Regions from separate parts of the Zea mays genome. Here region 2 is linked to region 1. Evidence: chromatin contacts called from public Hi-C data. All regions are on one chromosome and are shown on one strand. The core of a region is the stretch at or near the end of the contact, and the rest is flanking DNA. Distances in the headings are between cores, read along the strand shown.

Region 1 (2,999 bases), core at 249-2,748:
AGGTCGCGACCGGCCAGGTCAAGACGAAGGATGGCGTGGGGGAGGGCGTATCCCTCGTAGATGGGGACGGTGTGGCTCACACCATCTCCCGAGTCGAGCACGATACCTGAGAGAGGGGAAGCCACAGATATTAGAGATAACGGACTGCAGGAGCAAATCGGATTTGGAAATTGTTAAGCAGAGAACGGAATCAGCTCACCTGTGGTACGGCCACTGGCATACAGAGAGAGCACGGCCTGGATGGCGACGTACATAGCCGGGGTGTTGAAGGTCTCGAACATGATCTGGGTCATCTTCTCCCTGTTAGCCTTGGGGTTCAGGGGCGCCTCGGTGAGGAGGACGGGGTGCTCCTCGGGAGCCACGCGGAGCTCGTTGTAGAAGGTGTGATGCCAGATCTTCTCCATGTCGTCCCAGTTGCTGACGATCCCGTGCTCGATGGGGTACTTGAGGGTCAGGATACCCCTCTTGGACTGCGCCTCGTCACCGACGTAGGCGTCCTTCTGCCCCATCCCGACCATGACACCAGTGTGGCGCGGGCGCCCCACGATGCTGGGGAAGACGGCCCTCGGGGCGTCGTCGCCAGCGAACCCAGCCTGCCGAGGTTGGTGTTGTTGTTAGGGCCCCAGCAGCCACCGAGAACCTTGCATTCTCAAGAACAGATGTGACCAAACCGGTGGCTTACCTTGACCATGCCAGTTCCGTTGTCGCAGACGAGGGGCTGGATATCCTCGGCATCGGCCATTTTCTACCTACACCAGAGCTCGCCCGATGCCACATTTTGTTAAAACAAGCAGAAAGTATCCATGAGTTGCTCTATAGAATCCGTTCTAAAAGGCATCAATTGAAGCTATTCTCTGTTTCTATTTTTCTCCCAGCATAAGACAGTAATAATAAAAAAAAACATGGCATTGACCACCAAACCACAGATCGGGCCATTTCGTTAACGAAAGGCCCGCGACGACGCCAGATCACGCGCGCAAGCACGCGGATCTGCTGCATTTCAAATAAACGCGCGCCCCAATTCCAGCGAGATCCAGCCGGATCCGCGGCAGGAGCGCGCAAGCGCGAGATCGGATCGGCTTGGCACGACCCCGAGCGAGCAATGCCAGGCGGATCTGGGAGAGCCACACCGCGCCCCCGCGCTGGCAGGGGCAGGCAGAGAGGGACTCTAGGGTGACTGCAGAGATGGTGAGAGACGGTTACCGGATTAACGGAGGAAACGCGGTGAGGAGGCGAGGTGCGGTGAGCTCAGGCAGGCAGAGAAGAGCAGAGGAAGAGAGAACGGTGGAGGCGATGATTCTGTAGGGTTGGGAGAGGGTGGTATATAAAGCCCGGCGCGGGGGTGGCGCTGGCGCTGCGCGAGCGGAGGAGCGCGCTCGGCGCCCCGCGCTGGGAACCATGGCCCCATGCCCTCCCTCCACGCGACCCGGTGCGAGAGGAAACGGTGGCCTCCCACTCGCGGGCGGACGGGGACGGCCAGCCCCGACGCTACGTCATCACGTGCGGACAGGGCAATGGCTTCGGTTCGTTCATTCGGCCGGGTTCGCGTGGATTGCATTGCATGTGGGCCGGCCCGTGTCAGGACTCAGGACTGACACTGACAGAAAATGGACCAGCGCTCGTCATTTGGCACCTCCGAATTTCAAATTTGCTCGGTAAAAAACTTCCAAATTTTGAATGGATATCGCGCTATCTACCACCGAAGTGCTAGATTTTGAATATCTTACGCTGTGCTTCAGCGCGCGTACGGCTTGTTGGTTTTTGCTAATACTAACATTTTTTGTTGGTATACTTTGTTTTGTCACTTCGACACTGTTTTGTGCTTTTGGAATGCTTCACAGCTCACAGCTCATTGCCTGCAGCTCAAAAGCTATATTCGTTCAAAAAAAATAAGAGACTGTTTATTAAGAATTCCAAGCTTTTTAAATTCAACCAAATATATACACAAGAGTAGTAAGATTCACAATATGTAGTAAGCATCGTTATATATTATTGCTTCAAAAAAGCATCGTTATATATTATATAGACCATAGAATGTATTTTTATAAAAAAATAGTTATTAGAGATATAAGGTCATCTCTAGGAGGTCTCCTATTCCAAACTTCACTCTGTAAATAATGTCATCTACAGTTATATATCCCCTATTTTATACAACCCAGTGGAGACAGTCTAAATATAATATTATTTTACGTGTAGTTCATCAAACTTAGAAGACTTTAAACTCTATTCCTATAAATCATCATTTTTCTGCTTCCTATCGTCACCCTTTTGTTTGTAAATAAAAAAGTCTTTGTATTTTTTTCTAATCTAACACATGGTCCAAACATGTGTGTCGTGCATGAAGCGCGTGGCATATCCTCGCTTCACATGTCCTAGTGGGTCGTTATCTATGGATGATAAGAAACCACTCAAGCCTAATAAGGATAGAAGCATAATATCACGCTCCTACATAATATTATCTTTCTACCTAAAAGAGGAGTACGAGCGACCAAACTAACTATAAAGAAGGCTTGTACTTCTTTTTAAATCATATATTTTATCGTTCTTTTGTCTAAGATAAATTATAATATTTGTAATTATCATTTTAATATCCAGTATGTTTACCATATGTTCACCTTAATATTAAGTTTAATTTTTATGGGTAACTTTTTATGAGATGGTCCACCCTACTGCGGCCAACGCAACATGAGTATTGTACTATTAACTCATAAATCGTGTGTTTGTTTTGAGAGGGAGAGAATCGCTAGCGTTTGGACTTCGAATACATGTTGCTTAGGCCGGTGCCAGTGCACCATCCATTCTCGCCTTTGCAATGTCAGCTCTCGATTCCACTCTCACCCCTGTTGCCAGGGGCGGACCCAGGCCTATGGCCGCCTGGGCCACGGCCCGGGGCGCAGGTCCAAAATTTTTTTAGAAGAGCTTTGCCCTGGCCTCTGTCGGTCTGGTCTCTGGCTTCACTGAGTCATAGTTATATATATATATATGTATATCCATCCGGT
Region 2 (3,030 bases), core at 252-2,751, 160 kb after region 1:
GGGCCGGGCGATGCAGGCCTTCCGCTGTTCGCGGACGCAGCCACGCGCAAGCGCAACGGCTCAAACCAGCGGCCGCAGCCGCAGATGCGCAGTGGGGCTCGGGCTGCTACTGGCTACCGCTTCGATGCGTGCTCACAGAACAACAAACAGACCTGAGTACCTGTGAGCTGCGATTAGTCAGATACTCAGATGTCAGGCGGGTTTGCAAATCATGCCATGGTTGTGTAACGACGGAGGCAAGCATCTCTTCTCCAGCGTGAAGCCGTGAAGCGTGGAATCTTCAGAGAGAACTGATGATGAATTTCTGAACAGTCTGTATGGTGCCGAATTCTGGGACTCTGGCCACACCACCAACACTTTTTACGGGGTCGATAGCTCTCTACTGTGCTCCGTTCCGACGCCGTGTCCCCTCTAGTACTCGCCAACGCCAACCAACCGTCTTGCGTCTCCGGCACTCCACCGCAGCCTGACGACGGTGGCCCGAGGCCGCGCATAGAGATGCCACACCACGTAACGTGGTACAGCAGCAGTAGCGTTTCACGGGCATGCTTGGTAATACAGTTTTATAATATTGTAGTTTTAAAACAGTATAGTCTATAATTTTTTATGATATAAATACATACTACATTATTATTTTACCGTAGTAACTATAAATACATACTAACATGAGATATAACCTCTTGCAAATTGTGCTTTATGTATATTTCTCTACTTTAATTTCCATGTTGTTGCTATATTACATATAAACGCTCTATACGTTTTTCTGTGTTTTAAATTCCTGTATGCCTATTTCTACAATTTATTTATTCCTGGGTTTTTATCAATCCTGCAATCCGAAGGAGTTCTGACGGCACGCCGGCCAACGCGGCCGTGATTACCCATCCGTACCACGCTACTGACACACCGGGCCCGCTCCGAAACCAGCGGCGATTCGATACGGCACTCTCGCGGCCCCACACCCCACATACGAGGGACGGTGCCCGGAGGGAGAAGCCGTCTTGGATTCCCTTTGCCTTTTCTTTTTCGTTCTCCCTTTCCCGCTTCAGCGGCAGTCCATAGTCCAACTGCCGCAGTCCATGGCCCTATACACCTCCGTCTCGTGTCTGGGGCCCGGACGGGCCGTCCAGCTCTGCTCCAGCGCGGACGCAAATCCCCCTGCCTTTTGGTGCAGGGGTCGCGGCGCTTTACAGCCACCGCCGCGTGGTCCCCACGCGTCGGCGGGCGTGAGCTGGCGTCGTCTTCCCCGCCACGGCTTCTCGTGCCCTCGCCGCTGCGCGAGACTCTGGGTGTTCAAACGGGCGGGACCGCGAGGGGGCAGTCCGGTCATTCTCACTCCGGGGAGGGTGCAGCACTAGCTCGGCGCAGGGCGCTCCAGCCTCCACACGCTCGGCGGACGGGTCCCACGCATGTGGCACAGTGCCACCGGCCCTCTTTCCCTGCCCATGTGCCCTATACGGCTGTACTAGCCCTCCCCCCTCTCTCTCTCCATAACTCTCACCTCCCAAAATTTACTCCAGTTTCTCTTTCTTCTTATCTCTCCCCCAAGCCTGTCTCTCTGACGCAATGCCGTTTCCCACCGCGCGGTGGCGGCGGCGGCGCGAGGGCACCGCCTCTCGGTGGTGCGGGATCTTGGTCCTGGCTCTGGTGGCGCTGGCGGCCGGTGCGACGGCGGAGACGTCGCCGTTGGACGTGGCGGCGATGCGGGCTGTGGCGAAGGCGCTTGGCGCGGACAAGACGCTGGGATGGGACGTCGCGGGCGACCCCTGCTCGCCGAAGCGGTGGGACGGGGTGTCCTGCGACTCGTCGGGTCGCGTCACGGCGATCCAGGTCGGGGCGCGAGGCCTGACGGGGACCCTGCCCCCGGAGGTGGGCGACCTCACCGAGCTCACCCGCCTCGAGGTTTTCGACAACAAGCTCTCCGGCCCGCTGCCCTCGCTCCCGGGTCTCTCCTCGCTTCAGGTTTTACTAGCCCACAACAGCAGTTTCGCCTCCATCCCCTCCGACTTCTTCAAAGGCCTCACCGGGCTCACCGCCGTCGCTATCGACTACAACCCGTTCGCGTCGTGGTCGCTCCCCACCGACCTCGCCGCATGCGCCTCCCTCGCCAACTTCTCCGCCGTCAGCGCCAACGTCTCTGGCACGCTCCCCGACTTCTTGGGTGAGATGCCGGCGCTCCAGCGGCTGTCGCTGTCCTTAAACCAGCTGTCAGGACCCGTACCGGCGTCGCTGGCCGGCGCGCCGCTGGTGCAGCTCTGGCTCAATGGCGCGCACCTCAATGGGTCGATTAGCTTTGTCAGCAACATGACGTCTCTGGAGCAACTGTGGCTGCATTCTAACGACTTCACTGGGCCCATGCCGGACTTCTCTAGGTTTGATAATCTATGGGATTTGCAACTTCGCGACAACGAGCTCACAGGGCCGGTGCCTGAGAGTCTTTTCAAGTTGAAGGCCCTGAAGAACGTGACTCTGACGAATAATTTGCTGCAGGGGCCGATGCCTCAGATTCCTAATCAACTTCATGCTGACATCAAAGCAGATTCAGAGCGGTTTTGTGTGCAGGAAGCCGGGAAGCCGTGCGATCCCCGTGTGAGCCTGCTGCTTGAGGTTGCTGCTGGGTTCATGTACCCGAAGGCACTTGCTACGGATTGGAAGGGGAATGATCCGTGTGTGTTTCCGGGCGTTAGTTGCATACAAGGTAACATTACTGAGCTAATTTTCACCAATAAGGGTCTCAGTGGTAGTATCTCACCGTCCATCGGGAAGATTAGCTCACTTAAGGTGCTAAATCTTGCTAACAATAACATCACTGGTACTGTGCCTGAGGAGGTTGCCGCGTTGCCTTCGCTGACAGAGGTTGATTTGTCAAACAACAATCTATATGGGAAACTTCCTACATTTGCTTCCAAGAGTGCAGTGGTGAAAACTGCTGGTAACCCTAACATAGGCAAGGATGCTCCTGCACCAACAGCAGGATCAGGTGGTAGCAACGACAGTCTATCGGGGGGAGGCAGCAGCGGAAGCATTGGTAAC

Evidence for each region. Hi-C and Micro-C count contacts between places; a contact is called where the count stands out from the background.
Region 2: a Hi-C map of ear shows a contact between it and region 1, with 5 times the contacts expected there. The contact joins the promoter of LOC103625941 here to the promoter of LOC103625937 in region 1. A contact is called at or near these places in 7 of 25 Hi-C or Micro-C datasets (bundle sheath, ear, leaf and 3 more).

The regions. Positions count from the first base shown.
Region 1 is chr5:10,717,448-10,720,446 of Zm-B73-REFERENCE-NAM-5.0, forward strand. LOC103625937 (actin-1) reads right to left here and starts at 1,499. Exons shown (of 5, transcript XM_008646341.3): 1 at 1,204-1,499; 2 at 683-749; 3 at 200-593; 4 at 1-106. The coding sequence starts at 742.
Region 2 is chr5:10,877,888-10,880,917 of Zm-B73-REFERENCE-NAM-5.0, forward strand. LOC103625941 (probable receptor protein kinase TMK1) reads left to right here and starts at 1,502. Exons shown (of 2, transcript NM_001346014.1): 1 at 1,502-3,030. The coding sequence starts at 1,564.